3 separate regions of the Mus musculus genome follow, and all the other regions are linked to region 1. A link is a contact called in public HiChIP or PLAC-seq and Micro-C data. All regions are on one chromosome and are shown on one strand. The core of a region is the stretch at or near the end of the contact, and the rest is flanking DNA. Distances in the headings are between cores, read along the strand shown.

Evidence for each region. A called contact is a pair of places that touch in the nucleus more often than the background predicts. HiChIP or PLAC-seq counts read pairs in DNA pulled down with a chosen protein or histone mark.
Region 2: a contact with region 1 is called in an H3K4me3 HiChIP or PLAC-seq map of the 230-238 cell line, with 12 read pairs. The contact joins the promoter of Mrm1 here to the enhancer-like site in region 1. A contact is called at or near these places in 1 of 39 promoter capture datasets (embryonic stem cells), 3 of 484 Hi-C or Micro-C datasets (embryonic stem cells, nephron progenitors and stem cell-derived epiblast-like cells), 7 of 115 datasets of contacts at active chromatin or transcription factors (the 230-238 cell line, acute myeloid leukemia, embryonic stem cells and 1 more) and 1 of 9 other capture datasets (liver).
Region 3: a Micro-C map of the G1E-ER4 cell line shows a contact between it and region 1, with 2.3 times the contacts expected there. The contact joins two enhancer-like sites. A contact is called at or near these places in 12 of 484 Hi-C or Micro-C datasets (the Ba/F3 cell line, the G1E-ER4 cell line, the MNK3 cell line and 7 more), 1 of 115 datasets of contacts at active chromatin or transcription factors (embryonic stem cells) and 1 of 9 other capture datasets (embryonic stem cells).

Annotation. Positions count from the first base shown.
Region 1 is chr11:84,610,212-84,613,490 of GRCm38.p6, reverse strand. No RefSeq gene overlaps it. Among named protein-coding and RNA genes, the nearest start is that of Lhx1os, 86 kb to the right of the region's middle. Within about 2 kb of position 1,775, at least 13 of the 459 cell types and tissues checked have an H3K27ac peak or open chromatin away from gene starts, as enhancers often do. A contact at or near this core is called in the 230-238 cell line and the G1E-ER4 cell line, where this site is marked.
Region 2 is chr11:84,817,848-84,821,126 of GRCm38.p6, reverse strand. It overlaps Mrm1 (mitochondrial rRNA methyltransferase 1), which reads left to right and starts at 1,612. Exons shown (of 5, transcript NM_145433.1): 1 at 1,612-2,290; 2 at 2,434-2,527. The coding sequence starts at 1,755. It overlaps Dhrs11 (dehydrogenase/reductase (SDR family) member 11), which reads left to right. Exons shown (of 7, transcript NM_177564.5): 7 at 1-399.
Region 3 is chr11:84,411,706-84,414,984 of GRCm38.p6, reverse strand. No RefSeq gene overlaps it. Among named protein-coding and RNA genes, the nearest start is that of Aatf, 100 kb to the left of the region's middle. Within about 2 kb of position 1,669, at least 15 of the 459 cell types and tissues checked have an H3K27ac peak or open chromatin away from gene starts, as enhancers often do. A contact at or near this core is called in the G1E-ER4 cell line, where this site is marked.

The DNA of each region.
Region 1 (3,279 bases), core at 526-3,025:
GAGGCACACATCCAATCCAGCCCTCCCAGATCTTTATTGATAAAGCCCTTCAACCATGGGTCCAAATTCTAAAACTGCAGGGCATGCCAGGAAACAAGCCACCAGCAAGGTCTGCAAAACCAAGCGCCCCAGACTGAGATCAAACAGAGCAAAGCAAATGTGTCTGCTTAGCATGCTTAGAGAGGAAATTCTTGTGATTGGAGGTGACTGTGCTTGTCACTGGATGGTCACCACCGGAAGAGCTTTCTAGGAAAAGGCTTTTGAGCAAGACTTGAATGTAGAAAGAGAACTGGTCCTGTAAAATAGAGGGAAGGTGTTTGGCAGACAGACAGCGGAAACGGCAGTGCATGAGCCTGGGGCAGGAAGAGCTTATCTGGAGCCACAGAAGGAGAAATGGTTTTTAAGACTCAGCGAGTACAATGTGGGCCACAGAGAGATGGGAAAGGGGGTTCTGTGGAACCCGTGATGTCTGGCTTTTATTCTAAGTGTTAGGGGAAGCCTGCATGGATTTCAGAAAGAGCAGAATAAAGCCTGATTTGCATGTGTTTTCCTGTGTATGTAGTTTCTTGTTTTTGTTGTTGTGGTGCTGTTTTGTTTTGCTTTTTGTTTCTTTTTGTTGTTGTTGTTTTTGTTTGTTTGTTTTTGTTTTTCAAGACAGGGTTTCTCTGAAGCCCTGGCTGTCCTGGAACTCACTTTGTAGACCAGGCTGGCCTCGAACTCAGAAATCTGCCTGCCTCTGCCTACCAAGTGCTGGGATTAAAGGTGTGGGCCACCACGCCAGGCTGTCTTTTGTTTCTTGTTTTGTTTTGTTTTGTTTTGTTTTGTTTTGTTTTGTTTTGTTTTTTGAGACAAGGTCTCTTTTTTGAAACAAGGTCTCTTGTAGTCTACATTGGCCCAGAACTTCCTGTGTAACCGGGATGTCTTTCAACTGCTGATTCTCTTGACTCCACCTCCTGAAAGTTGAGATTTCTGGCTTGTATCTTCATTCCCAGTTACATGCAATGTTAAGGATCCAACCCGAGGTTTTCTGTGTATTAGGCAAACACTCTATGGTGAGCTGTAGTCCCAGGCCCTAGTCTGCATGTGCAAAGGATCCCTTTTGTTCAATGATTAAGTAAGTAATCTGCGCTTGCAGATTACCAGGGTTTGATTCCCAGCACCCACATGGTGGTTCACAATTCATAACTCCAGTTCAAGGGACCCAACACTCTCTTCTGGTTTTTGAAGGCACCAAACACACAAATAGTGCACATCCGTAGATACAGGCAAACACTCAGATACAGAAATTACAATAAATCACAAGGTGTCCCAGCGCTCAGGAGGATCTCTCAGTTTAAGTCCAGCCTGGTCTACAGAGTTAGTTCCAGGGCATCCAGAACTACACAGAGAAACTCTGCTTTGAAAACCCAACATTAATCAATCAATCGTTTTTTGGTTTTTGTTTTTGTTTTTTTAAAAAAGACCTAGCCAAGTAACACATCTTTAATCCTAGCACTCAGGAGGCAGAGGCAGATAAGTTGGAGGCTAGCTTGGGCTACAGAATGAGGAAGGAAGCAGTGAAGGAAGCAAACTGCTCTCTCATCTACCAGGACAGTTCCCATCTCTACCTGCACCTCCTAGTGTATATCCTGTGGAAAGTCAAGGAAGGAGACAGTCTTGAAAAGATTTGGGGGAGAAGGGTTGGATATTTCTCACCAAGAGCCTCAGCTGCAAGGGGATCGCTCCTACAGTCCGCGAAGGAGGGACAAGAAGAGAAAGTAGCTTTGGAGAACAGCCAAGGCCTTTGATCTGTTTCAGGCCCAGTGAAGCCACCAGGTGTCTCTCCTCACAGGCCTCACAGGAAGTGTGTGGCCAAGCCCGAATTGGAAGTCTTCAACTCCAATGCTTGTGAGAGGAACATCTGAGTGCAGCCTTCCTCCCTCCCCTTTGAAATTGGCCTCACCCTACCCCACTGGGCCCAGCTACACTCAACTTACCACTAGGAGTCTCAGAACAAAAATGGGGATAAGCCAAGGACCAGCTAGAACAGGGGACTTTAATCCATCAGTGTCCCAGTCTGAGCACCCCAACATCTCCACAAGTTTCCTGGGTAGAGTCCCCTGGAATGGGGTGCCTGGAAGGAACTTTATAAAATTCTCCACAACCAGCCAAGCGGAACCCATTTCCCCTCACAATGCAATTAACAGCACCAACATTTACAAAATATGATTACAAGCACTTTGGTTAAGTAGAGGAAAGTATATTAGATAGCAGTGAGGGGTTGATCTTAATGTGCATTTTTTCGAGAGACTTGCATTTTCTTTGTGCAAATAAAGAGGCCCTAAATTCTCCATAGGCACTAAAATCAATGCACTGGAACCATGATAACAAACACAGGCTCTACTTTTTGCTACATCCCCCAATTAATTAAGCCTTTCACGGGCATGTAATTAGGAACATTAGCAAGTCATAAAATTGCCGTGAGTCTTTAAATTATGTGCTGGCCCTCAGCAATTTGTTTTTAATTCCTTCTGAAGACAATGGTACTGCGGGGCCCAATAGATCTTCATAGCAGCCCACTGTGCTTGGCTTTATGGTGCCCGCCTGCCTGCCAGGCCTCCTGCCAGCCTGGTGCCCACTGCAGCTCCCGGGACTCAGGAGGTGCCACAGCTCTGGCTCCTCCCTTCTGCCTTCTCTTCTCTCCCTCCCCCTTCTCTCCTTCCTCTTCCTCCTGCTTTTCCTCTTTCTCCTTTCTCTTCTGCTCACTTCATTCCCTGATCCACTCTCTTCTCTTTACTCTCCGTTTCTTCAGCTTCTCCCTGCTTTAGTCCCTGGCCTGCACTCATTCTCCTCACCCTTCTCTCCTTCCTCCAGGTCTCGAGCTCTTTCCTCTTCCCACACCCCGACAGGTCACACACTGTAGCCCTGGCTGACCTCCAACTCAAAGCAATCCTCCTGCCTCCGTCTCTAGGTGCTGGTACTACAGATGCGCACCTCATCCTCGGCTTTGTATTTACTTTCTTCTTTTATTTCTCTCTTCGCCTCCTCCTTCCTGTCTCTTCTCTTTATTCCTTTCTTCTCCTTTCTTTTCCTCTTTACTTTTCCCTTTCTCCTTCTCTATCACCCCTGCTGTTTCTCCTCCCTCTCCTCTTCCTCCTCCTCCTCCTGTCTTCTTCTTTCTCCCTATATCTGTTTTTTCCCCTGCTCTGCTTTTCTCCTCCCCATCCCTAGGTTCTTCTTCCTTGCCCTTCCCCCCTTCCCATGACCCCTTAGGACTGAGCTAGGCGCACACCACTACCC
Region 2 (3,279 bases), core at 363-2,862, 210 kb before region 1:
CTATTCCCATTACAAATGTGAAAAACTGGGCCGGGAAGAGAAGACAGAATCTCGACTGTTCTATCTAACTTCTTCTGAGTCCTCTTGGGGCTCCGTAACCTTTGCTCTCCTGTGCCTCTTCCTTTTGACCTAGGAAAGGGATGTACCTAGAAGGGGCATTGCTCTATCCTCTTACACCCTACCCCCCACCCCTTAGGGTTGGAGCAGCAGAGACCTCATCTTTTACCTGTGTGGTTGTCCAGGGTTCCAGGTTCCCTTCCCAACCCTCCTGCCTCCCCCCCCCCCAGCTCTCCAGCCAAGTTTTGGCCCTCACCCTGGGGTCCTTACCACGGCTACAGAGTATCAGGGTCTGTCTCCTACTACATTTCACTGTAACAATTAAAGAGAGAGATTACAACCTACTCTACCTTCAGAAGTATCTTTCAGTTTTTTCCCCCCTTCCTGGTGATCAGTGTGGTTGGTGTCTCAGAATTCCTTCCAGGTAGCTAGGAAGGTGGGTAGATTCGGAACATCACTTCTGGAGTGGGCACAGGAGATGGTTAGTTCCAGGCCAGCCATAGGAGCCAAGGATACAAATGTCCCCAAAATACATAATTAAGTACATCCACTGCTGCTCTAGAGGACCCATGTTGATTCCAGTCCCAGGGAGTCCTACATCCTCCTCTCTCTCGCTGGGCCACCAGGCACACATGTGGTGCACAGCCACACGGACAAACAATATGCCCGCACATGTGAAAGAATTTTGAAAAATAAGTTGGAGCCAGGTATACTAATACTATTGCACACCTTTAATCCCAACATTTGAGAAGCAGAAGCAGGGAGACCTCTGTGGATTTGAGGCCAGCCTGGGCTACACAACGAGTTTCAGGCCATCCATGAGGGCTGCTTAGTGAGACATTGATTTTAAAAAAGAGGGGGTGGGGGCTGGAGAAATGGCTCAAATGTTAAGAGCACTGGCTGCTCTTCCAGAGAACCCTGGTACAATTCCCAGCACCCACAACTGTAACTTCAGTTCTTGGGGATCCAACACCTTCATAGATGTACATGCAGGCAAAACAACAATGCACATTAAAAAAAAAAAGGAATCATTAGGAAAAGGGAAAAGGTTTAAAAAGATATTTTAAAAGACTAGGCTGAAAAGAGCCAGTCTGGGCAGTGAGCAAGGAAGTCGTAGAATTACCATGGGCCAAGGGCATCGGCTGCTTGTCAGCAGAAATACCGTAGGCTCGTTGGGGCTTTCGGGAGATGGGAAATATTCTAGGGGTTCTGCTGGCTGGTGCTGAGGGTCTGACAGGATATGCTTCTGGGAGAAAGTCCCAACTATGACATTGTGCCAGGATGTAGGATGGCTCCAAGACTGAGGATTGAACAGATGGCCAAACCACTGACATGCGGTGGTCTTTGAGGACGAGCAGGTGAACGCCTTCTAACTTCTTCCTTCACCCGGGAGCAGTCCAAGGTTAGCTCAGCACCAGCACAGCCTCTAGGCTCGCCTGCGTCAGCGGAGGCAGTGCGACTCACTCCTGTAGGGGGTGCAGTGGAGACGTGGTTGCCGCCAAGCGCACATGTGCGTCATCGGACAGGGGGCTGGGCCTCCAGAACCCGGAAGCTGGGGACCCACGTGGGAGGCTGGGAGGTGACTGTCTTGGCTCGAGGGTCAGGTTGTGGGCAGTCCTTGTGAGGGGACGAAGTGTGGGAGGTCAACGGGTCCTCCCCAGCTGTCTGTCAGTGGAGTCTCGGGCGCTGCTGGAGCAATGCGGCGACTCTGGACGGTCGGGTGCTTCAGTCGCCTGATTGCCCGCCATTTCTCCTCGGTGGCTCGGCGCGGGGAACGGCCTGGCGGGGAGGAGCTGAGTCGCTTGCTTCTGGATGACCTGGCGCCGGCCCAGCGGCTGGAACGTCTATTTGGCTTGTCCCCATGCCTCCTGGCCTTGCGGGCTGCCCGTCGGCGCGTGGCCCGGCTCCTGCTCCAGGCCGGTAAGGCTGGGCTGCAGGGGGAGCGAGCCGAGCTGCTCCGGGTGGCCGAGGCTCGGGGCATCCCTGTCTTGAGGCCCAGGCGTCAGAAACTGGATGCCTTGTGCGGCTACCAAGTGCACCAGGGCGTGTGCATGGAGGTGAGCCCGCTGCGACCCCGGCCTTGCGATGAGGCGGCAGACACGAGCTCAGGCGACGACCCTCAGCAGCTGTGGCTCGTCCTTGAGGGGCTCCAGGATCCCCGCAATCTTGGGGCTGTGATGCGCTCCGCTCACTTCCTCGGCGTAGACAGAGTCATCACCAGCCAGAGAAACAGGCACGGACGTCCCTTAATTCAGTTTACGCCCAATCTGGAGGCGGAGCCAAGCTCCTAAGCACTGGGCGGGGAGCCCCGGGGTGTGTAGGGCGCGGGGCTAGAGATTTTCTGGTTTTAACACGGATCGTGGGGATCCTTTGCAGCTGTCCGCTTACTCCAGTAGTCAGCAAGGCCAGCGCTGGGGCTATGGAGGTGATGGACGTGTTCGCCACTCCTGACCTGCCCGGTTTTTTGCAGGTAAAATGGGGCGAGAGGGGAAGAAGAGGCGGAGGCGATGACTCTAGTTAGGGATGTTAAAGCTATCTCCAACGCAGTGGATTGGGGGAGGAGGAAGAGAAGGGACGTGGTGGCATTGATTCCTACGACCTTCTAAGTCCCACCAGGAAAGATCCCAGGGCCTTTTAAATAGAGCATCGTCTGAAGTTAGGGATTTCCTCGTCTCATTTACTACACGCCATGGCCACCTGTGTCGGCAAGTCAATGTCTGACAACCGTGGGACTTCAGCAGTACTCCAGGGAGCTGGTGGACTGGAGTCGTGGGTACCCGGAAGCTCAACTTCAAAGCGATTTAAACAAGGCTTTCCAAGGGGCGAGCTTTAGTGTTCTTTAGCTGTGTGTTTCCTAGCTAGACTCTAGGGGGCAGCATTGCCCCGCATTTGGCAGTCCCTCCACCCTCTATCCTTCCCCTGTCCCCACCCTCATCCCTCAGTGAGAAAATAACCTTGAAAAGAGGCTGAAGAAAGCTGCCTGATAAACTTATATTCAAGCCATATGTCTAATTTCAGATTTTTCCAGTAACCATGCAGGCGTGATGACACATATCTATAATTCCAGCTTTTAAGAGGTGGACACAGGAAGATCGTTTATTTCAAGTCCAGTCTGGGCTACCCAGTCTTAACAAAACAAGACAACAACAAATCTAGAAAACTAAAAAGAAACATGATTGTATCCAATATACCACAAGTATTATCATTAAAACATACATTTTA
Region 3 (3,279 bases), core at 420-2,919, 200 kb after region 1:
ACCTGAGGGTGAACCACAGTCTGTGATGCTTTCTGTGGAGGTCTGAGGGCTGCAGAGATGGCTCAGTGGTTAGGGACATGTAGCACTCTTCTAGATGACCTAAGTTAGTTCCCAGCACCTAGGTCACAGCTGCTTGTCACTCCAGCTCTCTCTTCTGAATGCCAAAGACAACTTCGACACAGACAGACTGACAGACAAAGAGGCAGACACATACTCTTTTTTTTTTTTTTTTTTGAGACAGGGTTTCTCTGCGCAGTCCTGGCTGTCCTGGAACTCACTCTGTAGACCAGGCTGGCCTCGAACTCAGAAATCCGCCTGCCTCTGCCTCCCAAGTGCTGGGATTACAGGAGTGCGCCACCACTGCCCAGCCAGACACATACTCTTAAAAAAAAAATCTTGGAGCTGGAGATGGCTCAGAGCTTAAGAGGCTGCTCTTCCAGAGAACCTGGGTTCAATTCCTCGAAACCACATGGGTGACTCACAACCATCTGCAACTCTAGTCCTAGGGGATCAGATGCCCTCTTCTGGCCTCTGTTGTCACCAGGTACATATATGGCACACAGACATACATGAAGGCCAAACACCCATACAAACTAACAAATATAAAATCTTTTTTTTTTTAAGTTGGAGAATTAGATGGGTCAGTCAGCCTATTTTTTAGGGTCTTGAGTGGGCAGTGGCTGCCTTAGGAAGTCACAGGATCTGTTTAGGATATTGCTCCTGGCCCGGTTCTCAGCTGTTTATCGACTTACGGTGAGGTGGGCTCTGGCTGAGGCCACACCTAGAGCTGTGCTCCAGCTGGTGTCCTCTCAATCCCGGCGTTTACTGCCGCCGTCACACCTGCTGCTCTGCCTAGACGCCTGCCCCTGAACCCACTCTCAGGTGTGGCTCACTTTGCCTAGGAGGATTTGGTGTGGTGTTCTGGATGCTTCCTTACCCAGAGAGCCCGCTGGAGGGCGGGTGCATTAGCATGCAGGTGGTGCCCACAGGAGATGAGAGCAATTAACTCAGTTCTGCAGTCGCTTTCCACAGAGAGGTCCAGGCCTGCCGGTCCTGTGGTGATGTCCAGGTGTGGGACTCCCTTTGTCCTCTGGTGATGTCCAGTCCTGTGGTGATGTCTGGGAAGCCTAAGAGGTGCTGACTCGAGGAGTGGCTCGGGGCAGGTAGACCTAGCTATCTGATGGAATGTTTATAGGGTAAGGTTGATTAGTGGGGCTACCTAAGGCTGCAGGACGGTGCAGCTTTGTGTAACTACTCCCCCATCTTTTTGAGAGTTGACAGGCCAGCCAGAGCTCCAGCTGTCCCCGGGCAGACAGGCCTGCGAGTCGCACACCTGTGCCAGGCCCCATAGGCAGAGCTCACAGGCCCTTCGAGATGTGGAAGCGGCATGTCTCCCGAGTTCTCAGCCCTAGGATCTGGGGTAAGCAAAAGTGCTGCCGTGGGTGGTTTGTCTAGTGCCCAGAGTGCTTGTGGGAGGGTGAGCCTCTCCTGGGGGATTAGGCGGGGACAGAATCCCTGAAGCCACACAATTATTTTCCAGTTTGACTCCTGTGTCCTTTCAAGTTGTAGCGTGCTGCACTTGGCTTTAAGAGCCCCACGGAAGCCTAATAGGGAACACGTTGGAGTGTGATAACTCTGGGCTGGTATTGTTTGAGAAGATAAGCAGAAAGGGGCAGGGGACTCTGAATCCACTTATCGGTGCCTTAGCAGGAATGGGGGCTCTCTGCAACCCCACCTAACAAGCTGCAGTGTTTTCCCAGGATTCTGTGGGGCACCTGCCTTGAAAAGCTTTGCTCCCAGAGGCCCAGGCCCAGCGTGTGTGTGTGTGTGTGTGTGTGTGTGTGTGTGTGTGTGTGTAACTCCTACAGGGCAGAATGTCCTGCGGTTGGTTGGCCCCTCAAACCTCTGGAACCCCGTAGAGACTGTTTTAAGGTCACATCTCAATCCTGGAGGAGGGTGAGAGGGGACAGATGTAAGCCCTAGTTCCTGTTATATAATTAGACGGAACTCTTCCTTCCAGGAGGAGCAAAATGAGGCCAAGGACGGCCTAAGCCTTGAGATTGCTTCTTGCAGTGGCCTGGGCAAGTAGGCCACGGGGATTTGTGCTCTGGTCAGGAGGTCCTGCCTTGGCTTCCGAGGGCCAGGAGCGGTGCACCTTACATTCCTTTTAAGGTAAAACCCTTGGTTTTCTGTTCCAAGTGGAGGTCAGGGGGAACAAGCAGCAGCTGTGGATTCTGTCACTGATGGCTACTGTGTCATTCTGGTTTTGACAGTCCTCGTGGCCCCTGGTTGTTGTAAGTACAACAAACACGTGTGCCTCATTATTTTCAAAGTTGAGCGCCAGGCTGGCCCTTTTCTGTCATTTATGTGATAGTGAAAAGCTGATGTTTTATTAAGTGTAGACAGGGCAGCTCACTGGAAGCTGGGCTTCTGTTCTACGAAGCTCTACGCATACACTCCTTCCACAGTGAGGACTTGTAGTCTCCCCTTGCCTCTCCCCCACCCCACCCCCCAGAAGAGAATTTCAACTTCAAGACAAACAACTTCATTTACAAGTGTGCCTCTAATTAGCTGCAGAATTAGGAAAGCCGAGTTTTCCCCCATAGATCGGCTAAAGCCTCGAGGGAGACTGGTGGAATAGAGAATCGCATTTCCAATTATTTTGTTGAATTGCTAATTTAGTTATTGTGCCTGGTGTAATTGTGATGGGTATTGGGTGTGCAATTCAATTTGTTTTAAATATTTGTGGGAAGGCTGATCAGTAATGGAGCTGACCTATTTTATGGCCCAAATTGAGAAAAAAAAAAGGGCTAAAACCTAACAGCCACAAAGATATAGTTTTCCCAAAGATATAGTTTGTTTCCATTTTTATTTGGATCTCTCTCATCCCTCTTAAGACCATCCCATGCAACAAAAGGATTAAATTAAAAGATGACAACATTTTGATCCTCTCTCTTTGAAGGCAGTGCTGTCCCTGATAGTTTAATATGCAGATACTGTAGGGTGGTGTGAACCGGCCTGAGAAGTCTCCACCCCATTGCCTCTGTGCCTATAAGTGACCCGGAGATCAGCTTGGGAACTGCATGAACCATGGAAGGAGCGAGACCCTGCAGCCCAGCCCGGTGCTCAGTCATAGTCTGGAGGGCAGCTCCTACTGGCTGATATCCAGGGTGGAGCCCAGGAGCCTGCACAGAAGGGAAGGGACGTTTGGTCCACCATACTTTGAGCACAGGGCTTGGTGACCAGAGTCTTCACCCAGGGGGCTGTGCACACACTTAT